Regions from separate parts of the Mus musculus genome. Here all the other regions are linked to region 2. The links are chromatin contacts, called in public promoter capture Hi-C maps. All regions are on one chromosome and are shown on one strand. Each heading gives the region's core, a stretch centred on a gene start, on an enhancer-like site or on the middle of the called end of the contact. The rest is flanking DNA. Distances are from core to core; before and after follow the strand shown. Region 1 holds the start of Ktn1 (kinectin 1). Region 2 holds the start of Txndc16 (thioredoxin domain containing 16). Region 3 holds the start of Socs4 (suppressor of cytokine signaling 4). Region 4 holds the start of Mapk1ip1l (mitogen-activated protein kinase 1 interacting protein 1-like).

Region 1 (6,712 bases), core at 2,541-5,040, 2.4 Mb before region 2:
CCATGGGGCCTGGAGTCAAAAGGGTAAATGAAATGCACAGTAGTAGAATGTGATCTAATGTAGCAGAGGCAGGCAGATTTCTGAGTTCGAGGCCAGCCTGGTCTACAAAGTGAGTTCCAGGACAGCCAGGGCTACACAGAGAAACCCTGTCTCAGAAAAAAAAAAAAAAAAAATACTCTTTTTAATTGAAAGTTTGTCTTGCTTCTTCGAATATAAAAGCAGTTAGAAGCCCCAAGGAGTCGGGTGTACTGTTCAAGAGGCAGTGGCAGAAACCCAGGTCAGACCTAGGCAGAAGCCCCAAGGAGTCGGGTGTACTGTTCAAGAGGCAGTGGCAGAAACCCAGGTCAGACCTATGCGGTCAGCACCTTTCTTTTTAGTACCAAAGTGTTTATTAATTTATTTTATAAACTTTAACTTTTTTTAAAACTTTTTCAAGCAAAAACATCAAATGCCAAAATTAACCACAGCCAAAGTCTATATAACTTAATGAACTTCTATAGTTAATATTGACATTTTGAAATGGAAGTTGTGAAGTTTCACATTAAATTTTACACTTTCGGTATCAAATACATTTTATGCACTTAACCACCATTAACCACCATCAAAGACAAAACAAGACCAAAAAAAAAAAAAAAAAACCAAAACCATGACAGACTTAGAACAAGAAAAGCAATTGGCCTTATAACCTCAATCATGTCTTAACCCTAAACTCACCTAACACCTGCACGCAGTCCTTCCTCATCCTTATATTTAGCTTTTCTTGTTCTCTTTTCTTCATGTTGGCTGTGCCTGCATATGCACTAGTTTACGTCTACACAGATACAACTGTTTGGACTCCACTTAGGAGAGAGAACACTCAGTTAATTCCTTCTGAGATTGAGGGACCTTGATTATTAGCATACATTCCAAGTCTGTCCATTTTCCTGCAAATGTTTTTACATCATTTTTCTTTAGAGGTGAATAGTACTCTTTTACAGAGAGACCTAATTTTCATTATGCACTTACCCACTAACAGACAACTAGGTTGATTCCAACTCTTTGCTATAGTGAATGAACATGGGATACAAATAATCTCCATGGTAGAGACCGGACCCTTTCTTTTAAAGGGGGTAGGAGGAAATCATTTCAAGGCTAAAGCTCACAACCCTTTTTATTTTTACTTTGGTCTGTCCGAGATCCACCTGCTCTGCCCTTGGGAGTGATCAAAGACACTATCATGACAAACAGCATTTTTTTTTTAACTGAAAAGGCTTAAAAGCAATTTAAGGCTGTCAGCACCAATTCATGCACTTGACAAACACTTGTAAATTATTACTTTTCTCTTCTAGACTTTAGTGATGGCTTAAGTTACTCAAACTCTGGTTCCTGGCACCTAAAGTTTCCCCCTAAGTTTCTATTTATAGGAACCATATCCTTCATAATCTTAAACCAATTTTCCCCAGCTGCTAACAAATACATCGTATCTTTTTCATCAGAACACCCCAGACTCTGTCCCTTAGAACTGGAGCAGCAATGATGGGGGATGCAGTCCATTTATACATGAGAGGTCACTGCGACTTCTGGACAGTTACTTCTGGTCTCTAGGGATACTCTGGATTTGCCTTCAGAGACCTTTAAAACCACATGCGTAAGAGGTTACTTTCAAACACCTGAACATTTGTACCTCCCCCGCCCCCACCTCCTGCCATTCCTTATTACACATGAGGTCAGATTCCTAAAGCAAACTCTCCTGGAACCACTGAGTTTACTAATTTTTATTTTTTACAAAGTATTGAAAAAATCTTTTTAATTAAAAATTTGGCCATTAAAAAAAAAGCATAGTAGGCATACAAACAAAAATACATATTCGAGGGCTAGAGGTGTCAAAAGTATATATGGCATGCTCAAGTTTCTGGCTGACCCCAGTGAGTCCCTCCCTGGAAAAACGATACATCCTCCAAAGAGTTCAAGTAAAATTCCAGCTAAAGACTGACTGACGGTCAATCTTACCATGCGTCCTCTAGAAGCTGAGCCTCAGAACAAGCCCTTTACTTGTTAGGTCTTTATCAAAATCTAACAAAAGATCAAAACCTACAAACTAGCAAGCCTGTACACTGCTCGGGGGGTGAGGGGTTTGTGTGGATTTTGCTTATTAGATTTGTTTAGGGGGAAACTATATCAGAGAAAGAGGCTGCTAATACTTAGGGAGGTCATAGAAATATACCAATAAAATAAAACAAACCAACGGCTTTCCATAATGCTGACAATGAATCAAGAAAGGATTATATACTGGGTATCCTTTGTGATATTAAAGTGTTTAATACACTTGAGGAATTTTCCCGATATATTTGAGTGTGTGTCTCAGTAATGTAGAACACCTTATTCTCTAATGCACCTGATAATTAAGACATGTATGTCTACTGAGGGCTACAAAATTCAGAGACGTTTCTAACTCAGGGTTGGCATGGGGAAAGAACCTACATAATTAAGCCTAGCTATTTCGTGTAAGGTCTCTAAAAGAAAGGTGGAATGGGAAAGAGGCTTATTTACCAAGCAACACATCAGATATGAAAGGCTACCGCGGCACATACAGAACACAGGTCAGCCGGAATGCCCCAGGGCAGCATGGACAGATTATCTCAGGTCTCATCACCAAATGCTTTTACCCACACCAGAGCCACTGCTGCCAGTGCTTGCGGGTGAGGGGAGAAAACAAGTGCAACCTAATTCAGGCAAAAAAAAAAAAAAAAAGTTAAATCACCCCTAAGTCACCTGCTACACAACTCAATGTCTAGTTCACCTTTGGGGAGCTCCTCTTTACCTGGGTGTGGAGCTGTCAATTTCTCAGAACACTCCAAAACTTTGAACTATTCTATTCGGCCCGCAGCTTCTGAAGCTATGCTAATCCACATAGCTGCTAAGGAATCCACTTCTAGCAGTGGCCCTGCTGTTAGAATCCGGGTTTCCGCCTCCTCCCAGAAGGACCCGAAGACACTAAACAGCGCACTTTTTGACCTAAACCGAGAGGCAGCCGGACAAAGAAGAGAACGCTGCTTCCCAAGCCCCGGTCTCGGATGGCCGAACTCTGCTCCCTTACGCCAAAAGCGGCCAGATCCGGGACACCCCAAATTCTATTGTTGGACACCAAGGCGGACACACCCCTGGGAGAGAGGGAGAACTTCGCAGGATTTCCCCTAACTCCCAGGACCGGGTGGTGGGAGGGGCGGCGCTCCGGGACAAGCGAGGGGAGAGCCGCTCCAGCATGGCGCACGCGTGGCCCAGCCCGAGCCCAGGGCGCCCGAGGCGAGGCGAGGCGCTCCCTCTGGTCACCCTCATCAGAGCCTTAATCCGCCAGCCCGCCCTGGGGCCTGCGAGCCCAGCTAAAAATAGGCTCCTCGGTCACCCCGCGGCCCTGGCGGATCGACCTCGCCCTCAGAGGAGATGGCCGGGGAGCTCCGGCCACTCGCGGACCTGGGATCGGACCTTGCAGCCACGGGGAGATCGCCGAGCCAGAACCCTGGAGCCCGAACCCGCAGGCGGATCCTCGGAGCGGGCCGGCGGCGGCGCGGCCTGGGCGGACGCTGCACACTGCGACCTCCGTGCGAGGCCTACCCCGCGAGCGCAGCCCCCCGCCCTGCGCCCCGCGCCCGCGCGCCCTGGAGTCCCCGGCCCTGCTCCTCACCCTGCGCAGCCGGGTACCAGGCCGGGACGATGCAGCGGCGCGAGCTCTACCTCCTGGTCAGCGCGCTCCCAGGCCCCGCCGCAGTAGCTCAGGTGCCGTCGCGCCGCCCCGCAGGAAACGGGCGGCTTCGGGGCGGGGCGGCTCCGCACGTCCGGGCGTCGCGGCCAGAGGGGCCCGGAGACCGGCCCCTTAAAGGGACAGGTCCGCGCAGCCGGCGGCCTCCAGATGCCCCGCGCTGGGCTGCAGAGACGTCACCCTCCGCCTGGAAGTCCCTGCGGAATCCCTTCATCCATTCAACCCTACTCTGCCTCCCCCAGTCGGCCTTGGTCTCACGTGACCCTCGCACAAAAGTACCACTTGGCCCCCGACACGGGTTGATTCCTTTTAACCGTACTCCAAGTTGCTAGACATACACACACACACACACACACACACACACACACACACACACACACACACACACACACACGGCTGGGATTTCTCCTCCGAAATCCGCAAAACGAGGAATTTATAGAGCCGACCTAAATAAGTTGTGTGCAAATATTGTAAGGCTGCAATGCTTGCTGGCTGCTGGCCATTCCTTAAGCAAGGTTAAATAACTAGAAACTGCAGCGCTAAGAGGGGTTGACCAGAATCTCTGCGTCTCTCTGCTCTTTGCTGCGAGGATGGAAGCTTTTTCTCCGGTGTTGCTTTTTAGTGTTTTATTATTATTATTATTATTATTATTATTATTATTATTATCTCAGACAACGCCAGTCACTGCCCTGAACATATCTACAACATACTCTAAACTCTCCTCAAAAGTTACCAAATGATTGGCACGCTTCTAGAGTGTGGGGTAGAGAAATAGAATCAGACTCACCATTACCATTACCCAGGAGCAATCCTTAATGATTGGAGCATCAGATAAGTCTCAACATTAACAACAGAGAATGTCCTCATCATAGGCTAGTTACAAGAATGCTGCGCATCTGTCTGCGTTCGAATGATTTCCGCCCAAGCTTTCAGAGCTCTTCAAAGCAGAAATGAAAGCTGAAGCGTTTGTAGCAACAGCCTGATGAGGTATTGAGAATTCCACCAGTGTCCAATCACCACTTCTCAAGGAGCTTGCTCTTTTCCTTTCTCATGAGTATTATTCAGCACTCACCAGCTCCAAGGCCAGCAAAACACTGTTTCTGAGCTGCTGTCTCTTGAACCTGTAAGTGCCAGAAGATTTGGCTTTGTTGGGAAGTGAGGCCATTAGTAGCTTAATACAAAGTGTAACTGTATCATTTCTGTAATGGAATGTAAAGGTTCTTGAATAGCTTACAAACAACTCTGTAATTGCGCCCCCTCCACCCACAAAAAAGTTTCCAGTTAGATTTTTTTTTCTGACATTAGGAAAAGGACACCATCATTTGCATACAAATGATACATAGGTTCCTTCGTAAGTTACATAGTAGCATGGTCTTTAGGGAAGCAATCCTCCAAACGTCTTACTTCTTATAGTCGATACAGAAGTATAAATGCGCCAGCCACTTCTATTCGGATGAACTTTGACTTCTCAAAGGGGAACAGCTGGATGCTTCCTTCCTATAAGCTTTCTAATTGCTCACATCAAAACAAAAAGATGTACTAGATATGTTACAGGTGGCAAGCCCTATTGGTATTTAAGACTAATCCTCTAAGTTTTGAAGTATAGTAAAATGTAACATAATTAACTATAGTTAACACACATAATTAACCTAAGTTATAATTAACTGTGACTGCTGCTCACTACTCACCGATGTCATGTCCATGTCGCTGAAACCCACAACTAACTTGCTAAAAGGAATTAGCACTCCCCATCTGAGTTATCTCTTAAAACAATCAGAAATTAAACCTTATTGAAAACTATAAGGTATAATGTAGCTACCGAAAGACTATTTCTCCCCTCCCCCCTGCGCCCCCCCCCCCCCCCCGGACAAAAAGCACAGTTTACTGCTTTTAGCTTGTACCAGTTTTCTTCTTAACGGATTTTGGGGAAGATTTGAAGGCATGCAATATATTGATAGATGAAGAGGCGCCTGCCCATTCCTGTTTTGACCATGTAGGCTTCCCAGAATTGGGGAGTTCTGTAGAGATCAGAGTAGCATCTGAGTAAGAGATTGTATCTCACTCAGCCAGCTCAGGGAAGGCAGAGATAAGCATTGAAGTAAAGCAGCTCACAGTACTGGAAGGGAGGCTGGAAGGATGCCTGCCTTCATCTGAATAAAGGAGGAAGAAGGTTCTCAGAAAGTTCAGCTGCAGATCTACAAGGAACCAGCTCTCAAACAGAGGAACTGTTGGATCCATAGGGGCTTGCGCTGTGCCCTTTGTTTGGGAATCTTTTTTTTTTTGGTTTTGGTTTTGGTTTTATGAGACCGGGTTTCTCTGTGTAGCCCTGGCTGTCCTGGAACTCACTCTGTAGACCAGGCTGGCCTCAAACTCAGAGATCCACCAGCCTCACGCCCGGACAGAATTAACATTATGCCAAGTTTTTGGACCCACTGTCTCTTGGAGCCACTGATCTTAAAGCTCTAAATTCCCTCTTAAATCCCACTCCTGGCCTTAGTGGCACAAGCCCTTAATCCCAGGGAGGCAGGGGCATGAGGATCTCTGAATTCGAGGCCAGCCTGCTCTACAGAGCAAGTTCCAGCAAGAAAATTCCACTGCATCACTGAGAGACCCTGAGACTAGATGGAGAGAGAAACGACTCAACTGGACCCCTAAACTTTCAAGAGGCTTCCCCTTCTAGGACGCCACTGTTGAATAGACACCCGCCACCATGTTTTGCTGGTTCAACAGTTTTAAAAGCTACTTTTTGGAACTCATATATATTGTTTGGAGAATGTCACAGTTTAAAAAAAAAAAAAAAAAAAGGAGCAGAGTCCAAGCTCTATTTCAAGTTGTTATTCTGTGAAGGCTACAAAATGATTTTTCCTGATGACAAGCCGGGTGACACAGAGCTCTGGCCGGCAGCCCTCTGGCGTCCTAAGGGGCCTCCATTCCATCAATCTCCTCTGCTGGCTCTCTTGTTCACATGTCTTGCTC
Region 2 (6,475 bases), core at 1,721-4,220:
GATAACATGTGAAAACTATGTAGATAATCTTTATTTTTTTTGTTCTAGAAATACTTTTTAGAATTTTGTGCTTAAATATAGTTGATATTTTTCCTATTATGTTTGGCCACTTTCTTTCCCTTTGAGTGAGAGGTGCTGTCTGGTAGAAGATACAAGGGAACCCTTAAGGCATCCAAGATCTTACTCAGGCTGTTGGTAACTTGGATGTATACATACATAACACTTCCCTAGCTGCATGTTTAAGATTGTGTACACTTTCTGGTTATGTGTTACATCTCAAGTGAAAGGGTGATGTTAGCAAGGTCCAATGAATTGCATATATAATTTTTTAAGACATATGGGGGGGGTGACAACACCCGTGGTATCTGATGCTCCTAGCAAATTGACTTTTAATCATTTTCAGGTAGATTAACTGTATCTGAGGCTAAAGTAAGTCTTCAATAATGAGAAATTACTAATGTACTATCAGAAGTGTCAAGAAGAACTCAGTATCAGTTTACCTATAAATATGTGTTATAAAACCTTAAGCAACTGGATGATCCCCAAATATGATACCATTGTAGCATGTTTATTTGATTTACAATTGCATATGCTTTTCACTTTTGCTTAAGAGTGTGGCATTATTTTTGTGGTATTATGAGGTTTTTTATGGTATTATGTTGCTAGAGAATAAAAATAAAGTTTGGTTTTGTTACTCAATAATTGTTTTTTATTGGATATAGCTTGTATATATAACAATTGTATATAGCTGAAATTACAATTGTGATTTTAAAAACGCTTTCTATTTTCCTGTTTATTAAGGGGAAAAAAAGAGTTGGTTTATGTAGGAAATATAAACACAATCTGATTCAAAAGTGCCTTTTTTGGGTTACTTTTCCTTGGAACTGTGTTAATTCTCATCACCTCCAAAAGCCTTTGAGAGGATTAGCTGCATAGACCAATACCGTTCTATATTAGTCAGTATTAAGTGTATGATGTCACCTTTTTTTCTCCTCTCCTAAGCTCGTATTTTGAGGGAAAAGAAGACTGGGGGGGGGGGGGTGGAACCTGAAAATAATAAGGCATAAATACCAGATAGACATGATTGACAACCTTATACCCCCAACCTGTCTGAAATGGGTCAAATGTGCTGCAGAACAATGCAATCCAACCAGCAATTCCCCGTAAAAGAGAAAGGGGGTGTGATTAGACTCCAGCTATTAAGCAAGTTGTTGGAAAAACAAAATCAAAAACACCAAAAAACATAGTTCCGTGGTTTGTTTCTGCAACAGGCACAGGTTAAGCTTGTATCTTCTCTCCTAATTAGCTCTCCCCCAAAGGGCTGTGCTGTAAGAGACCGCCTAAATCGCCAAAGCAAGCAGCAACTGGGACAAACACTAAGGGCTTTATGGAGGTCCTTCGACTGTCCCGCAGCATTGGTTATTGATCGTTCACCCCGTCGGGGAAGCGATCGATCAGAATTTGTGCAAGGTGTATCGAGCCACAGTTAAGGAGATGCGGGGGGGGGGGGGGATATAAGCTTCTAATAAAAGAAACGCAGCAACAATAGCGGAGGAACAGCTCTGCCTGGTGACGTAATGGCTGGCAGCGGTCCAGCTTCAGCAGAGCTGCCTCTACTTCAGCATCCAACCTCCCTCAACCCGGTCCAGCCTCGACAGAGCTACCGGAGCTGCTACTTCTTACGATGCTTCTCTGTGGTCGCCACCAACGCCTTACGTGGAGGTCTGGGACATTGAACAAAGGGTGTCCCACTGCCTTAAGTTGTCGGGGCACGCATACTCTCTCTCTCACACTTCTCCAACCCCCTCAGGCACCGAGTCCATCAGCGGCTTAAGTTGAGGGAGAGGGAAAGACAGGAGTGTCTCAGTGTCCCCAGACTGCCCTCCGGCCACCTCCCCCAGCCCCGACCCCTTCCGTCTCGGCAGGAGTGGATCCCGGCGGCCCCGCTCCCCCGCTCGCCGGTCCTCCCGCCTTACCTCTGCCAGGTAGAGGTTGAGGAGACAGAGCGTGGAGAACTGTAGGCAGGAGGGGAAGCAGTAGAGCAGCCAGTGCGGGAAGAAGTGCAGGCGAGAGGGTGGCCGCAGCAGGGGCAGAGAGCCGCTGAGGGAGAAGGCGGCCGAGAAGAGCGTGGTCCTGAGCGCTGCCCACGCGAGACACAGGAAGAGGCAGAGGCTCTGGTAACTGAGCCGCCGCTCGCGGTACAGGAGCAGCCGCCACAGCTGCAGGTAGGCAAAGGCGAAGAGCGCGGCGTAGAGCAGCGCGTGCAGCACGCTCAGCGCCAGCTGCACCGAACCGGGAACCGCGGCGCCCGAGGCCGCGACGGCGCCCCCGCCGGACGTCGAGGGTTCGCGGCCGGCCGTGGGGACCGCGGCGGCCGCCGGCCCGGACACTGATACCCTCATGAGGGGACGCGAGCAGCGGGGAGGGAGCGCGGGAAGGAAGCGGCCCGAGCGCCCCCCGGACCTCCCGCCCGCCCCAGCCTGCGGCCCCGGGCAGCGCCGTGACAGGAGTCGCAGCCCCGCGCGATGGCCGCGGCTGCCCTCGGGCCCGCCTCCCCTTCCCCCCGGGGGGCTCGGTTCCTCGGGCCGCGGCTCGGCTCCGCAGCAGCAGCAAACAACTCTCGGCTGGAGACAATCAGCTGAGAAACCCGAGCTTTTGAGGCGCTCGCTCCGCACTGTGAGCTGCCGGCGATTGGCCCGGGCGGGCGCGCCCTCCGGGCGCCTCACTCGGAATACCACAGGCCTCAGAGCCTGTCACTCCAGAAGCCTTTGATCTGATTGGCCTTCTGCTTTCTCCTCTTTTACCCCCGCCCCTCTTCCCACCCACGCTGCTGATTGGCCCAGCAACTGCAAGACTTCCTCGCGCCGGCGGGAGGACTCCAGATTCTGTCACCTGGGGCTGTTCTCGCTCCGCCCCCTGACCGTCCATTGGTTGGAGGATCTCTTACGTAAGGAGCACGAGGAGCAGGCGGAGCCTCGGGGGTTGTTTTTTCGCCCAAGAGACTGATTTTGCGGAGGCAGTGCCGGCCGTGGGCGGTGAGCTTCTCAGGTAGGCGTAGTTGCTTTGGGAGCCGCCGTAGGGACCAGCCCCTGCCCCGCCTTCTGTCACCATCTCTACTCTGATGGCGGGACGTGCTGTCCTCAGAGACCTTTCATCTCTGCACGAGAATCTCAGGCAGGTGGGTAGCAGCGCGGGCCTCAAGACTTTGCCTGCAGGATTGCATGCACATCAGCACTCGGCAAACGTCCCTCCAGCCAGGTTGCTTGCTGATTCAGTTCACCTGTTTCTGGGGGCACCAAACGACGCTGGTTTTGATTTCATTTCCCCCCCTTTTCTTTTTCTGAGCTGGAGGAAACACGGGGCGAGGAAAGCGAATGAAGCAAAGCGCGAGCGGAAACTGTAAGTAATCAACCCTTTCTTCTCTTGGGAAGAGGTCCTGAAGGATGGTGGTCCTGGGAACAGATGAACGTTGAGGCCTTCTCCAAGGGGAAGGTGATTCTTCGAAACTTGCAATTTAGAAAGCTCTCTTGGGCGCAGGGGTGGGCAGGGGAGGGGTGGGGGGAGCGCGGAGCAGTAACAATGTGGTGATTGTCCAGAATGGAAGAGTTTGTGTGAGATTCTGCTTGTGTGTTGGAACAAGTGGTGCTATTCTCATCAGAGACTGAGAGATACAAAATAAGAGGTATATTTCTGCTTTAAATAAGTGAGGAACGGTTGTATGTTGGCCACTACATGAAGGTTTTTTTTTTTGTTTTTTGTTTTTTGTGTTTTTTTTGTATTTGGTATTTGGTAGCAAATCAGTCAAAGTAATGCAAGATGAGGAAGGATCCTGTGTTCTCAGAGTGAGCCTCTCATTGCAGATTCAGTGCTTCTGTAGACAGCATATTTACTGGAGCATCCAATATCCAGCCTTTCCTAAATACTCCCTCCTTAAGGTCTGCTTAAGAAGATGGCTGTTTCTCAGTCCTCCACCACCAAGTACATGTTACAAAGGGGCTTAAGATCTGTTCTGTACTTATTCTGGTCCAGTAGTTTGCCAGACACCAGACAGTATTACCATCCACAAGTGTAATCATGCACACACATGTACAATAATGATAAAATGAAAAGAAAGCCCTAAGTCTGTGTTTATTCAGTGGTAGGCTCATCAGGAAGACTATAATGAGGCAGGAGACTCTCCAGCATTTAGATGTTGTCTTTTTCTCATTAGCTGTATGGTGGAGGCTATGTTACAGATGTTTAGCCAGATACACATGTGGATGGTCAGCTTTGACTGAAAGGGAAAGGGGAAGTGCAGGATTGATTTTTGGTTCTTGTTTATAATGTTCTGTCTTCCATGATGTTTTACTCAGCACAGGCTAAGCTCGCTGCAAGGTCTTTATACAGATGCGGATCCTTCAGAGAACTTGAGTACACAGCAGTACAGATCAGCAGCCAGCAGGTCTCGTTCTGCGTGCCCTAGAGCATGGTTCTCCATGGTCCTTGACCTTGTCCTGTGACAGGTCCTGCCAGTTTTATCATTATCTTGGCAGGATCTCAAACTGGTTTTGGAGTATATGGGCTTTTGTTTCAAGGCTGAGGTGGTTTGGTCAGCATGCTACTTGGAACAAGGAATAGTTTGGGTGTAAGTTACATTTTATGTTTGCATATTGCCTGTCTTTGCTGGTGCTTCCTGGAATCTGTGTTTGCATACCTTGTTAAATACAACCAACAGCAGCTACTATACAATACGAATCTGTTTGCAAGCCTCTTAGTGCTTAAAATAAGCTTGTTAACGGTAAGAACTTTGGTACACACTCATTGTAGACTCATTAGGTATGTCTCATCTCCAAATTGCTGTAGCAACAGTTTTGCCAACTTGAGGTGGCTCATTTATTGATTATCAATGTCAGATAACCCTTTTCTTGTGGTGCTCAGACCAGTTTTGAGGTCTGTTTGACCTCCTAGCTAGTACTTCAGAGTTTTTGTTAAAACATTTTTCTTTTTTTAAAAAGATTTATTTATTTATTTCTTGTATGTGAGTACACTGCTGCTGTCTTCAGACACACTAGAAGAGAGCATTGAATCCCCATTACAGATGGTTGTGAGCCACCATGTGGTTGCTGGGAATTGAACTCAGGACCTTTGGAGGAGCAGTCAGTGCTCTTAACTGCTGAGCCATCTCTCCAGCCCCACTTTAGAGTTCTTGTTAAGGCAGCTGCTCTTTCCTATCTTGTGTACCAGTGGACATACACTGGTTTAAGCTTCAGAAGTAGGTCCTCAAATCTTGATGACTTAGCATTTTCCAAGTCTCCCTTGAGCTCATTACGTATTAGCTAAGGGTTCTTTGTGCTGTATTCCTACAGTCACAGTACCTACCAATTTAATTAAACATTTCTGGAAATAAAGTGCCTGCCACATGCTGGCTGTTGAAACTGTTGACCGACCCCCACCCCACCCGCACCCCCTCGCTCGCTTGCCCCACATTGAAGTCACGAGGTATCATACACAGCGTGAGCAGGGGTGGAATGAGGAAGCTCAGTGAAACCTGCCTTACACCTATGAAGAGTACTGAACCAAGGAGCAGCCACACCCAGGGAGGCAGGCCACATTTCTCCCATGGTTCTCATCAATTTGTGTAGGTGTGTAGAATTTTGAAGCACGGAGCGCTGCTTTTGTACCCTTTCTCCTTACTGGAGGGAAAAGTCATTTTCTGTCAGTATTTTCTGTTATCTCTGTCTTTACTCTGTGCACGCTGATATTCTCTCCCACCCACATTCTCTGTCCTTTAGTTTAAAGAGCCTTGTAGTAGGAAGGCAAGCCTCTGAGCAGTACATCTTATTTTCCGTGTATGGGTTTGTCCATTCTTTTGTAGCCGGATGGGGTAGATTTGAATAGTAGTGGAAGATGTGGCAGACTTACTTACATGCAAATAAAAGGTGAAAGATTGTAAACGGCGAGGAACAAAGAATATAAATAATAGCCTTTCAAATAAAAATGAGATGATTTCTGTAAAGAAGGGATGCTAGCCAGGTATGATTACAGCTCGTCCCTGTATTCTCAGCATTCTGGAGTCTGAGGCAAGAGAATCACCATGAAGCCAAGCTAGCCTACACAGTGAGACCATGTCTGAAAAAGCTGAAGAAAGGGAAAAAGGAATGTCTTTGTGGGCTTCACAAGTTGCCTTGATACTTATTCTTGCCTCAGTTTTTTTCTTCGGAGATAACTGCTCTCAATTTGTATTCATGTGTTTTGGCATAGACTTAACTGATTTCAATTAACTTTGGCTCTTGATGTTGTGAAATATATTTAGCCTCTGTCAGCGCCTCACCTTTCACTTTCTCCCTTTGTGTCTCCTCATCCATTCAGCTTTGGTTATTATAGTTTTAGTTCTGGCAGACTCCACATTCTCTGTGCTTCTAAGTATTTTTTTAAATAGTCTAATATTATCAAAGGTGGAACGATTGTGGGATTACTGATGCGTTCCTGCCCCGGC
Region 3 (7,131 bases), core at 393-2,892, 2.1 Mb before region 2:
AGTATCTTCTATGTACTTCAATAATTTGGTGGAACTAAGTATCACCTCTACTTTAGAGGTGAGAAATCTGACAATCAGGAAAATAAAGACACACACTCACACTCAAGGTCATACAACAGGTTAGAGTTAAAATTAAAAACGAAACTGTTTAATCATCAGGCTTAAGCTTATTCATACCTGGGAAATCAGCAAAGGAAATATTATCTTAACCTGTCAATACTGACTTGGTTGTTAGGGCAGAGAGAGCGGGCAGGTGTGCTGACATCATTCATAGTTCTAAAATCAAATGGTATCACAGGCACTGTCTAAAGTATTTACATCAATAACTCTTGTTCCCACTTGCAAGTTTCTGAATGGTGAGCTCTGAAAAGCATTACTCTGAAATCCCATTACAATATATTCAATATATAGATGAGTATCATCAGCTCAACTTGAACCTCACACTGTACCTACTCATTTTTATTGTCCAGGTACTGGGCAAAAGAATTATAAATTGGCCTGTCTAAAAACAATAATTTCAAAATAAAAGTAAGTTACTCAAAAGTCATTGTCTCAGGTGCCTTTATTCTTGTGGGAAATTAACAATAGGGTTTTGTTTTGTTTTTTAAAAAAGAATCTCAGATTCTACTTGAGCCAACTACTCTTCCTTTTTATTCATATACAAATCTGAGTGTCTTTTTGGAACCCAGGTTCTTAGAAATGCCTTACAAAATGCCACCATAGCAAGAATACCACGGTTTGAGTAATAACTAAGCTTGCAATTTTTTTAATAAGTTATCTAGATCTACCTCTGTAGAGTTTTCCGGTAATAAAAATAAGTCTGACTGAAACTGTACAGTGGGTACCACAAAAACGCCGTCAAAGCCCCAATTATCACCGAAAATCATAATTTTCAACAGACCAATTTATTAATATGGAGAACGTGAAGAAACAAGAAAAGCATAAACTTAACGGGCCAAGACCTGACTTAGTAGAGGATGTGTTATCGACTGCCACGATGAACAGAAACCTGTAACAATACAAATTAGACCTCTCCTTTTAGATCTAAAAGCAGTTTGGTAAACTTTGGTCGGAACTAAATAGAAAACCCAAGTTAACTCTCTTTAGCATTATTTAGCTAGAGTCGCAAGAAACAAGAATCAGTCCATCCTTTATTACCACAGAAATGACAAAGTTGAGGGCACGAAGGGCGTGAAGAATAAAGGCTTGCCAAGGTCTGTCCCTAACCCGGTCCCGAGGAGCTCGATCGGTTCAAGGAGGCGACTACGGTGGCTCGGGAGGAGATCCTGAAAGGGCAGGCGTCAAACCCCAGCCCTCGCCGCCACCCTTCCCCCTCTCACCTCTCCGAGCTCAGCTCAAGCGGAGCTGTCCGAGCGCCTGCCGCCATCACCACCGCCATCACCCGGCGCTCGCTCAAGCGCGGAAGAGAGGCCCGGCCACTCCCGCTCCTCGTGCGGCTCCCGCCAGGCGGAGGCCTGGCTGTCAGCCCCCGCCCCGGCTCCACGGTCAGCCCAGAGTCAGACTTGCCGCTGCCTCCGCCTGCTCTCCAGGGACCGCCGCCACTTCCGGGTTCGGCTCCCACCTTTTCTTTCAGAGCGGCCCCAGCCACCAGCTCTCGGCTTCGAGGCGGCGCGCTTCTGACGCCACCACCCGGCGACCTCGGGCCGGACCTGGGCTGGGCGGCGGCGGGCCGCGCATGCGCACAGGGCGAGCGCGCCAGAGCGCGGGAAGCGGCTCCGTGCTTCCATCAGAGCAGACGCTGGTGCACACCGCTTGCTCCTCGCCCCCGCTGCCCGTGCTTGCAGAGGGGAAAGCTTGTCATCTCCCGGGCGTGTGTGACATACCTTCCGCTGCATCGTGCTGTGGCTCCTCGGGTGAGGGAAACAGGACTGCACGGCGCGGAGAGGACGATCGCCCTACTGAAAAAAATACCAGTTCTTACAAAACGGCTCAGGTAGGGAAAGATGCCGGCCACACAGAAGCCCATGAGGTACGGACATACGGAAGGGCACACCGAAGTCTGCTTTGATGATTCTGGAAGGTAAGCGTCTTTGGAAACAAAGGACGGGTCCAGCGTGAATGTTAGCCGTCATTCTCGGTATGGACAGCCGGTCGAAGATGACCGATGCGGAGGGACAGAGGAAGGAATAAACAAGGAGCGCCTCTGCCCTGAGGCTTGTTTGCTTTGAACTGTCGTGGCACTTCTAGGACCTCACGAAAATTAAAATCCTTTACCCAGAGGAGTGCCTTCCCGCCACTCACGTCCTCATTCGGTGTCATGTTTATTTTATGAGACAGTTAAGCATCAGCAGTTGCTGTAAATTGCAATGACTGTCGTGCCCAGGAGATGGAATTTTGCAGCTTCCTCTTTCACAGTGTCCCCTGTGTACTAGAGGACATAATGTAAATGTCTAGTTTAGGGCTCAATACTGAGAAGTCGCTTCTTGTCAGCACCTTGTGCGGTCATGAGGCTCTACAATCACCACCATTTACTGGAAATAGAGGCTTCTCTAATTCTTTCTTTCTTTCTTTTTTTTTTTTTTGGTTTTTCGAGACAGAGTTTCTCTGTATAGCTCTGGCTGTCCTGGAACTCACTCTGTAGACCAGGCTGGCCTCGAACTCAGAAATTCGCCTGCCTCTGCCTCCCAAGTGCTGGGATTAAAGGCGTGCTCCAGGCCGGCTGAGGCTTCCCTAATAAAGGCTGAGGGTAGCATTTGAAATGTACATAAATATTTAGACAGCAGTTTGAGGTTATGCAATTTAGCTATGCAGTAGTGTACCCCCTAGGGCCTGAGACCTCCCCTTGCTATGGGCTTTTGAAAGGGTTTACCTACCAAGAATGGGTTCCCCTTTGTGGAATAGACCTTAAATCCAAAAAGCACTTGGTTACCCCTATAGCAGCCATGTCACGCATGCCCACTCAAGTGGACCATTCTTGCCTAGAAGCTGGTGTCCTAGTGAGGGCCTCCTAAAGCACAGGCTGGTCTCCAACTTAACGTGTAGCTGAGGCTGCCTCTGCCTGGCAAGCACGGAGATTACAGGCAGGGCTACTACACTGATGAACACTTTCCTATGACCCCCTTTGGGTTTTCCAATTTGGGAGTTAATCTTTTTTTTCTTCTAAACATTTATTTTATTCATATTCCTTCCTTCCCTCTCTCCTTCCCTTCCTTTTCTTTCCTTCCTTTTTTTATCTTTTTTTTTTTTTTGCCATTAGCCCTCTACTGTTTTTATTTAATTTGCACTTTTATGTGTCCAGATAGGACATAAACAGAATGAACAAAAGCACTTAGGCGATGAGAAGTTTGAAAAACAAGCAATAACCTATTCACATGGCTATTTTAATAATTTTTGGGGTACTCGTTGAGCTCATATATTCAGACATTGGTTATAGTCTCTGTGTGTCCCGAGCTGGTACTGGGGATGTGATGGTGGCTGAGCAGACACAGTCCTTGCTGTTGCAGAAATCATGTGCTCGTCTTTCTCTCACGTTATTACCAAGAAATAATTTTATGCCAAGGAAGAGCCGCAGAGAACATTAAACTCATCTCCGTTTTATAGAATGGAAGCTAAGAGTCTGCTATTGATGTTTATATGGAAAAGAATTCACTAATGTCTTGATTTTTGTTTGAAAATATAGAAAAGTAGCATTTCCTGAAGAGTTCCTGGAACTGGGTGACATTTAAAATGTGTATGTCCTTCACAGCTATATTGTGACTTGTGGCAGTGATGGTGATGTGAGGATGTGGGAAGACTTGGACGACGATGACCCTAAGTCCGTTAATGTTGGAGAAAAGGCATTTTCATGTGCTTTGAAGGTACTTATTTCAGTTGCTGTGAAGAAATGATGGGCATGTGTCTTTTATGCTTAGGTGGAAAAATTATATAAAATATAAATTTCTCCTTGCTGCACTACAACTCTATTACTTCACAACCCAGGAGGGGAAAAGTCAGAGATCTAAGGTGGCAATAAAGTTGACTCTTGCTGGTCTCTGAGGGACAATGTTTCTTGTCTGCCGTGTGGTTGTCACAATCCACGTCACTTTTGTCTCCCTATCACTCCATCTCAGCAGTGAATTCTGCTTAGTCTTCACCTTGTTCCAAAGGCATAATTGTATTGTGGAAGCAGGGCTGTGCTGTAGTGGCTCTGACTTTTGATGTCTTCTACACCAAAACTGTTTTCTTTTGTTGATAGCCTCTAGTCGCCTCATGTTTATGATACTTGGCATCTTTGAAAATATAACTATTTTTCTTACCAGAAATAAAAGAAATACTACAGGCTAAAGATTGGCTTGTGGAGGTGGAATTAAGTTTTTCTAAAGCTAGGAAATTTTTCTCACTAGTGTTTTGGAAAATTGGATACTGAAAATTTCTCTCTACATGAACTGCATTTATAAGGCGTTGTGGTTTTAACAGGATTTTTCATTCTAGAGATACTACTAACTGATTTGGATTTGTTGTGCCAATATGTCTAACCTTTATTTTTTTTTCTTTAAGAATGGAAAATTGGTCACTGCAGTTTCTAATAATACCGTCCAAGTCTATACATTCCCTGAAGGAGTTCCTGATGGCATATTAACACGCTTCACTACAAATGCAAACCATGTGGTCTTCAATGGGGCCGGCAACAAAATTGCTGCTGGGTCAAGGTGAGCTCAGCTCCACACAGTGTTAGAAGAGTGACAGTTTTAGAACTTAGAACACTGTCCACCTTTATTGTAGTTTTATATATATATAGCTTTTGTGCTGAGAAAGGGGATAACTTGTTACAAATTTTAAAAACTATTGTAGGTAGAACCAAAATTAGGATTTCTGTAGAATCAATCAATCTCTCTCTCTCCCTCCCTCTCTCCCCCTCCCTCCCCTCCCTCCCCCGCCCCTTACATTTGTTTTATTTTGTTTTTGAAATACGGTTTCTCTGTGTAGCCTCCTGAGTGCTGGGTTTAAAGACGTGCACCACCAGCCCCAGCTCCTGCAGAATCTCTTAATCCTCCTTATAAGAAAAAAATGAATTCACTGAGTGCTGAGGTGGGGTGTGATGGCAAGAACTTTCTAGAATGGTTGTAACAGTTAATTAGATTAGCAGGAGAAGCCTAGACGTGTCCAGAGAAGCCATGTAGGCACTGCTTATATTTTATCAAGATAAGAAGTTTCAACGTATATTTTCAGAAATTTTATTGAACAGAATTAAACAAGTTATTTAATTTGGGTGACAGTTTGCAAGTAGGTTTAAAAAGAATTGTAGCATTCACTCTTGGTTCTGAAATATTTAAAGCTGGCTTTAGAAGAGGCGTCTGTATTGGCATTTGTTCATGTGACTCCCCTTAACTGTTTATAGTGATTTTCTGGTCAAAGTTGTGGATGTGATGGATAACAGCCAGCAGCAAACATTTCGAGGACATGATGCCCCTGTTTTAAGTCTGTCTTTTGATCCTAAGGATATCTTTCTGGTAATTCTTTCATTCCTTTTTCGTTTTGTTGGATGTGTTTAAAGCTATGGGAGAAAAATTTACTCTATTGTTAAAAACCTTTTTAAACCAGTTGAACCAATTTCTATGCGGTATTATAGTTATAATAATTATATACAATCATACATACATAATAGAGGTAACGATAGAGAAATATAATTTGCTTATTTTTGCAGGCATCGGCTAGTTGTGATGGAACTGTCAGGGTATGGAATATATCTGATCAGGTAAATAAATAAATTTGAATTTAAAACATTTTGCCCACTTATAGGATTTTTGAGCATTGCATGTTATTGATCTAAATTAGTTATTTATGTTTTTAATCTGTTTCTTGGAATAATATTAAGCATTACTTTAATTATTCCAAAATAATCTGACAGCATAAACTTGTTGGATAGTAATTGTTTTTATACCAACTCACAGGAGGAACTATACATAGTATTTAACTTTTAAGCTTGATAAATTAAAGGGGGCAATTTAGTCTTATATTTAGGATATAACGACCCTGTTTTGAGCTTGTATTATATTGCTAATAGAGAAATAAATAAGACAAGAGACCACATTTGATTTGCAGAGTCACATAGAACTTGAACCTAGCTTGGTACAGGTTTTAAAGACAAAATGGAAAAGAAAAAGAAAAAGCTCTCCAGATGGGCACAGGGAACAATCAGGTCTCTGAGGAGGCGATCAGTGGGTCTGTCATTCATGGAGATCGCCTCCTCAGAGACCTGTTTGCTTTTGCTCAAGACCTCACACGTGGAAGAACTCCCCCCCCCCCCCCCCCCCGTTAAACCTCAGCTTTGTATCTATTTTGAGAGGAATTTTTGATAAAGAGAAGTCAATTTTCATGTTTTGAAATCAGACCTGTGCTGTCAGTTGGCCAGTACTGCAAAAGAGCAATGACGTGGTGAACGCCAAGTCCATCTGCAGACTCGCGTGGCAGCCCAAGGCCGGGAAGGTAAGTAGTGCTTAGTTTTCAGCCTTAAGTTGAGATGTGAGCTGGCAAGACGGCTCTACCACTTTCATAAAAGTGAAAGGATGGATCTTTTCAATATATTTTTTTTTTTTGAGACAGGGTTTCTCTGTATAGCCCCGGCTGTCCTGGAACTCACTCTGTAGACCAGGCTGCCCTCGAACTCAGAAATCCGCCTGCCTCTGCCTCCTGAGTGCTGGGATTAAAGGCGTGCGCCACCATGCCCAGCACTACAGAATTCTTTTTATATTTTTCTTTCCATGAATGCCTAATGGAACGACTCTGCAGGTTGCAGAGACTGGGAAGGCACACTCAGAATAAACGACGCCATGCTACTTTTAGGTATATCCTATAAGTATATTTATACATGTGCACTACAATGTGTGTATAACAAAAAACAGACCGTTCTGTGAGACTGCAGCTGTTTCAGGTGCTCATGTATAGAGAACTGGTGAAAGAAATGGTGGTAGTCCTGAAAGACTCTCTATAATGGTTAGAATGAGGAATGTCTCTCATGAAGTAGACTTTAATATATATTAAGTACAAACCATCAATCTACAAAATAGTAGGTATAGGTAGGATGATACTGCTTATTAATAGAGATACTTCTGTACATGAGTATTTAAGCATGCACATGTGCTTATGCATGCTGTGTTGTTGTGTTTTGAGAAGGCGCTCGTGCTCAAGCCT
Region 4 (6,078 bases), core at 1,808-4,307, 2.1 Mb before region 2:
AAAACTAGTCACTAGAAGAGAAAAATACCTGTCAGCAGATTTCATGGTCTTTACGGAAATCATCCTCATTCCGAGTGTAAGGAGGGGAAACGTCCATTGAGTTATTATGACAACTGGCAAGCAGTGCGTTAGAGGGAAAGGCCACCAAACTTTGACTGGAGACCAAATAATATAAGACCCCATATTTAAACACGAACATTAAACCTTCTGGACAAAAGCAAGGCTCTTAACAATCTTGTAAAAGCCGTGCCTCCTCGATACCCCACCACCAGCTGAAGTTCAAGAATCTAAAGACACAGGCAGTGAGACCATATGGATAAATAAATTCAGAGAAATCAAGGAAAATCAGGACTTCTATGATTTTTGTATGGGTGAGTGTGACAGTGTTAATTCTGAGATTTACCAGAGAAAAACCAATTCCACCATTTTGGGCCAAATTTGAAGGAAGCTTTATTAGATATTAAATACTGACCAAGAGATGGACTTTGGCCAGGACCACTAACTGGCACCTCCAGCTGGGTGGCCTGGAAACACATGTTGGAGGGGCTTTTCTGGACAAAACTCACTGGCCCCCATACTTTCCCACAAGATTTTATTGTTTTCCAAGAACTACAACTCTTAGCATTCTGGAAGTTACCTGGTTCTTGGAAGGGTGAGGCTTACAGGTTAATTTTGGGCATTACATTAGTATATATTATATTGAAAGCAGATTCTGGATCAGTACTGGGTAATTTATCAGATTATATTCCATTTTATAACTGGGTAAGTAAAAAAGCTTGGAATGTTTTGAACATCATAGTAGGAGCTCTTATAATGTATTCCTATTAATTGGAACCCAAGCTTTAGAGTAATTAGTGGCATGGCATAGACATTCCTGAGAAGTGGTATCTCTGCAGTCTGGAATAAAAGCTAGAGTATTAGGTTAAAGACAGGCTCCGGGGTAAGAACAGTTTGTATAAAACCAGAGGAAGACCAGTCTGGGGGAAAGCAGATGCAGTTCAAATTGGCTGGAATACCAGAAAGCAGTAAGACGTTTTAGCAGAGGGTTTTGGACAAGAGTGCTAAATAGCTTTACAGCTTACTTGACTGAGTCAACCTCAGTTTCTTCATGAAGTTAGAATGGGCTGTCATGCTATACAGGAACTAAACAGGACTTCATCTGACCCAGTGACTAAAACTGGAAAATAGCAACAAATGTCCAATTCTCTCTTCCTGCCATTCTTAACATTTTAAAAACTATACACGGGGTTGTTCACTTCCATGGAGGTTCCCCAGAAGGCTAGAAGTGCTTAATGTCCTGGAGTTATACGTGGCTGTGAATGCTGGGACAGAACTCCAGTCCCCTGCGAGAATAGTGCATGTGTTCAACCTGAGCCATCTCTCTCCACACTGCAGCCCCATCTTCTCCTTCTCACTTAAACACAGAACAAAAAAGCCACCAGAGTAGACTGCCTGCCTGGCCTATGGTCAAATCCAGTTCTCTGAGTCCCATACATGGCAGTAAATGGGTATTTTCCAGAGATTTGCTGAGGCTTATTATACTAATCTGTAAATAAATCTCTTAAGTCACTGCCTGGCACTGAGCAAAAAACTCAACAAATGTTAGCTTTTACAACCGATACAATATGGCCACAAACCTTTGTCTATTTTCAAAGCAGAGAGCAACTAAAAAAAAAAAAGCAATTTCCTAAGTACTGCACAAACTTATTTGGTGGCAAAAGCTGACCCGACATTATTTATCCATTTCATTTTCCACCCACTCCCCGCTATAGTCTGAATAGTTACAACTGCTGAATTTTTTTCTTTCCTTCCCTAAAGTTTTGGGACTTGAATTTAGGACCTTGTAGCAAGCCGGGCTAGCACTTATCTACAGGCTCACCCTGTGCAAATATTACTAATTAACAGTCCCCGAGTCTAGGGCTCCTCTATAGTTAACAGTCACAGAATCTCAAGATTGCTGAATTCCTAAGGTTCCTGAGCCCAACGCTCAACCTCTGTAGGGAGAATGAAGATGACACCGATTCCTTCTGTAATCAAAAAGAACATTCCAACCTCGGCAGCTGCAGGAAAAAGTTTTTGAAGGGAAGTGTTCTAGAGAGTGGCTCCAATACTCCACGACTAAAAACTGCCCTCCTCCCCACCCAAGGAGCGCCACTAACAAAGACTTCCGAGGGCGACTCCAGCTTCTGAGGGTTTGGCCTCCAAACAGGCCTTTCGCACATGGGGGAGGGGGCAACACGTGTGTGTTTCTGTAGTAGGCTGTTACACATCTACGGTGGGGTCTGGTTTAGATACTTCAACTTTAGGATTCGTGAAAACATTACTTTCAGTTTTCATGGCAGGGAGGAAAAAAAATGGTTCAAGCGTTCTAGCTAGCTCAAAGGAGAACGTCACTCACTCAGCCCATGGCACCTTCTGTCCCCCGTAGTCATTTAAAGAATGGGTAATTACGATCAGCGAGAAGCTTGTCACACAGAATTATCAGGCGCCAGACCTTGCTGTAAGGATTCGGGTCTCCTCCACTGTCGTTTTTATTAGAAATTAGTGGCTGGGATACCGGTGGAGGGGCAAGGGGACGGGGGGGGGGTGTGGGGGACAAACAAGCTGCCCTTTAGGGTTAAGGGAACAAAGGGAATCCGGGATCAACCGGAGCGAACCAGCCCCCAGCCGGTCACGCAGGCGGATGTGGGGGAGGGTCGCCCGCTCCCGCCTAACCCCTCACCCCCCGCCCGCCCCCGCCCAAGCCTGGCATGACGTGGGCGCCCCGGAACCCGACGGGCGCGACATTAGATCCCTCGGTCGCCTGGTTCCCGGGGGACCCTCCCCATCGAAAGCTCTAGAGCCGCCAGGCCCCCCGGGACCCCGCGTCTTCGCATCGTCTCCCGCCAGCCTCGCGCCCCGCCGCAGGCGCCCAAGCGGACTCACCCGGCAGGATCCGAGTCCTAGGCGCGGCACAGTGGCGGCGGTGAGTCCAGAGAGACGGGCAATGGAGACCCGCTGAAGGCCTGATGGACCGAGACGACAGCGACACGGCTCCTCCTGGCACCGGAAAAGGAAGCGGGGAGGCCGACCTGGCCGCCCGTTATTTCCGCCCGCCCCGCCCAGCTTGCACTGCGCCTCCAGCCGGCCGCCCACGAAACTGCAGGCAGGGCCGCGTGGCTCCGGGAGCCTGGGCTGTTTCCCTCTGGGTGGAGCGCGGGAAGGTTTCCCTGCTTCCTGAGTCCAAAAGACCCAAAGGAAACCCCCTGGCCGGTGATGCTCACCGCAACCCAGGGACTGAAAGCGGAGTTTGGATTCTCTGTGTTTAGAGGTTTTTGTAGACAGGCTCCAAGCTGGCTGTCAGTAGTCCTGTTAAAATCGAGGGTAAAGAGATGAGGGAAAAGGGAAGTCTTTCTAAAGGTCTTGCGAATGAAAACTTTTAAAAGCATATGTCTGCAGAGACTGAGTTGTATAAGTTGGAATTTCAGTACTGTGGAAAGATTGGAATGTTGCAGGTCCAGGGGCTAATTACCTTATCTTGGGCTAGTGCTAGCCCTCCAGAATAGCCACCTCTGTGTCAAAACTAATATCTTGTGGCAATAAGATTAAAAACCTTTTAGGTCTATTAACAGGCAACTAGCCTCTGCCAATCCAAAAGCTAAGAATGTCATCGGATAATGTCTTAGATGTATAGAAAAGCTTCCTCTATCTTGATGTACCCTCCAATGTATCCATCCACCAGTGTGTTTTAAACTTTGCCTTGATTTATAGCGTTCTCTGTTCTGTAAAACTAAAAACCTCGTGATACTGGTTCCATGTTGGGACATGGAATTTGAGGTAACCTAAATTTGTGTTTTGGTGCCATCATCATTCAAAAATGGGTCCAGAATAAGCTATCTCTGATTCCCTTTAAGTTTTAAATTAAGAATAGTGGCCTCAACCTGTGGTTTATGAACCCTTTGGGCGTCGACTCTTTCATAGGGGTCGAATATCAGATATTTACATTATTTATAACAGTAGCAAAAATACAGTTATGAAGTAGCCATGAACTAATTTTCTGGTTGGGGGTTACCACAACATGAGGAATGGTATTAAAGAGTCACAGTATTAGGAAGGTTGATAAGCCACTGCTGTAAGATGAGAGGTGTTGGGTTTTTGAGACTGGCCTCTGTTTCTGGGAGACTCAAAACTGACATACCAGAAAGCAAAATCTAAATCTACATACAGATTTTCAGCCGGTCGTGGTGGCGCACACCTTTAATCCCAGCACTTGAGAGGCAGAGGCAGACAGATTTCTGAGTTTGAGGCCAGCTTGGTCTACAAAGTGAGTTCCAGGACAGCCAGGGATACACAGAGAAACCCTGTCTCGAAAACAAACAAAACAAAAAAATTTTTTTCATTTTTTTTTTTCCTTCCCAGACTTCTGATGTATGTCAGGTCCCAAAGAAACCCTAGACAAGTAAGTGGCCTCCCCAGCACTTCTCACCCCACCCGCTACAGTAAACCTATCTAACCTCTAACCTCTATGACTTCATTTCCACTGAGTGTTCTCCTAATCTGGTTTCTCTTGTCAGGTCTCTTTATCTCCAACCCCCCCACCCTACCCCACCCCACCCCACCCCACCCTTATTCCCCACCCGCCACGACCCTGTTCAGTCTGACTCTTCCAGTTGCCACTGGCTGTTCTCTCCCTCATATCTACAGTAAAACCTCTCTTCTCAACCATACCAAAAAGTGGTCATGTCCTCACTTTCATTCCAAGGTAGGAAAGCTTAAAAAACCAAACCACTGGCTGGAATCACGTCTCAGCAGGTTAAAGTGCCTGCTGTACAAGTTTGACAATCGGAGTTTGACCCTTAGAATGAAGGTAAAAGATAAGTAACTCCACACTTTGTCCTTTGACCTCACACCTGCTAATTCCCATCCTCCCCCACCCTCCAGCTCCCAATACTAAGAATGAAAAACACAACCACAAGGCTGGGGCCAAGGTTTTGGATTAGCAGGTAAAGGTCCTTGCCAAAAACTCCTCACTCCCTGAGTTTGCTCACTGAAAACCATGTGAAAACCTAGGCACTGTGGCTAGCAGCTGGAACTTCAGCATGCCTACAGCTGGAGGCTGAGAGGCTAAGCCTCAAAGTCAAGCCACAAGACAATTAGCCCTCAAAAAGTTGTCCTTTGGCTTTCGAAAGTGTATCATGGTATGCTCCTGAATTTAACACATGCACACAAATCTTTAAAAACGACAAAGCTTTTGGATTTAATATATTAAGCGAAAATTTATTTAGATCAAAAATTTTAAACCTACAGAAATATTTGTCAAGATTAGAAAGTGAAAAGAAACAGTATGGGTTACACACCATGATTGACAACATAGCTTTGTGAAATCATTAAACTCTGATATTCAAGTGTATATATTTCATACTCGGCTCATACAAATGTATCCAATTCTAGCAAAGCCAGCATAATTTAAATAAACTTTCTTGAGTTTTACATCATGACTCCTAAGTCTGATAGCTTAGATTTGATTTATAACCATGGTAAAATGATCTTTATTTCCTGCAGATGTGATTATCTTTCCAAATAAGGCCAACATCAGTTTACACAGATCTTCTGAAAGGCAGGAGGAAACTCCAATTATCTAATTGTAGGGTTTAAACCATAAACCCAAATTGTTCTATTATCTCCATTATCAGAGCAAGTCAAGAAAGCTTATTACAGACAAGTGAATATGATTTTGTATGCCCCACAAAGGTGCTACTTTAAAAATGTGTCATTCTCAACTAGTACTGAATAGCTACTCAGCAACTATTATTTTCAACTATGATCCAAGGGACACCTTTTACTGAACATTCAGGAGACCAAGACCATTACCTACATTTCACAGGAAATTAAGGCAAAGGAGTATTTAGGATTGAGCAATCCATTCAAAATTACAAAATAGACACACTGTCTTGAAGTTAGTTTTGTCCTAAAGCCTTTTCCACTAGATAGCCATTACTTTACATGTCTTCATCGTCTTCTTTTCTCAAGACAGGATGTAACAATGGCCTGGAACTCACAGAAATCTAGTCCCAAGTGATGGGACTAGAGGCCTGTACC

Evidence for each region. Promoter capture Hi-C pulls out the DNA fragments that hold promoters and counts their contacts.
Region 1: a contact with region 2 is called in a promoter capture Hi-C map of pre-B cells, with 7 times the contacts expected there. The contact joins the promoter of Ktn1 here to the promoter of Txndc16 in region 2. A contact is called at or near these places in 3 of 39 promoter capture datasets (hippocampal neurons, liver and pre-B cells), 1 of 484 Hi-C or Micro-C datasets (muscle stem cells), 1 of 115 datasets of contacts at active chromatin or transcription factors (astrocytes) and 1 of 9 other capture datasets (adipose tissue).
Region 3: a contact with region 2 is called in a promoter capture Hi-C map of pre-B cells. The contact joins the promoter of Socs4 here to the promoter of Txndc16 in region 2. A contact is called at or near these places in 4 of 39 promoter capture datasets (the C10 cell line, cranial neural crest, hippocampal neurons and 1 more), 2 of 484 Hi-C or Micro-C datasets (B cells and pre-B cells), 1 of 115 datasets of contacts at active chromatin or transcription factors (astrocytes) and 2 of 9 other capture datasets (adipose tissue and liver).
Region 4: a contact with region 2 is called in a promoter capture Hi-C map of pre-B cells, with 4 times the contacts expected there. The contact joins the promoter of Mapk1ip1l here to the promoter of Txndc16 in region 2. A contact is called at or near these places in 4 of 39 promoter capture datasets (the C10 cell line, hippocampal neurons, liver and 1 more), 1 of 484 Hi-C or Micro-C datasets (pre-B cells), 1 of 115 datasets of contacts at active chromatin or transcription factors (astrocytes) and 1 of 9 other capture datasets (adipose tissue).

The regions. Positions count from the first base shown.
Region 1 is chr14:47,646,389-47,653,100 of GRCm38.p6, reverse strand. It overlaps Ktn1 (kinectin 1), which reads right to left and starts at 3,790. Exons shown (of 39, transcript NM_001347527.1): 1 at 3,662-3,790.
Region 2 is chr14:45,215,920-45,222,394 of GRCm38.p6, reverse strand. Txndc16 (thioredoxin domain containing 16) reads left to right here and starts at 2,970. Exons shown (of 21, transcript NM_001310534.1): 1 at 2,970-3,178; 2 at 3,346-3,399. Gpr137c (G protein-coupled receptor 137C) reads right to left here and starts at 2,678. Exons shown (of 7, transcript NM_027518.2): 1 at 1,977-2,678. The coding sequence starts at 2,402.
Region 3 is chr14:47,271,431-47,278,561 of GRCm38.p6, reverse strand. It overlaps Socs4 (suppressor of cytokine signaling 4), which reads right to left and starts at 1,642. Exons shown (of 2, transcript NM_080843.3): 1 at 1,341-1,642. Wdhd1 (WD repeat and HMG-box DNA binding protein 1) reads left to right here and starts at 1,705. Exons shown (of 25, transcript NM_001360532.1): 1 at 1,705-2,041; 2 at 3,707-3,818; 3 at 4,498-4,649; 4 at 5,339-5,450; 5 at 5,645-5,695; 6 at 6,331-6,426. The coding sequence starts at 1,965.
Region 4 is chr14:47,295,253-47,301,330 of GRCm38.p6, reverse strand. It overlaps Mapk1ip1l (mitogen-activated protein kinase 1 interacting protein 1-like), which reads right to left and starts at 3,057. Exons shown (of 4, transcript NM_178684.6): 1 at 2,926-3,057. It overlaps Gm35078, which reads right to left and starts at 4,789. Exons shown (of 2, transcript XM_006519856.4): 1 at 4,708-4,789; 2 at 2,926-3,348. The coding sequence starts at 4,721. The coding sequence ends at 2,943. It overlaps Socs4 (suppressor of cytokine signaling 4), which reads right to left. Exons shown (of 2, transcript NM_080843.3): 2 at 5,229-6,078.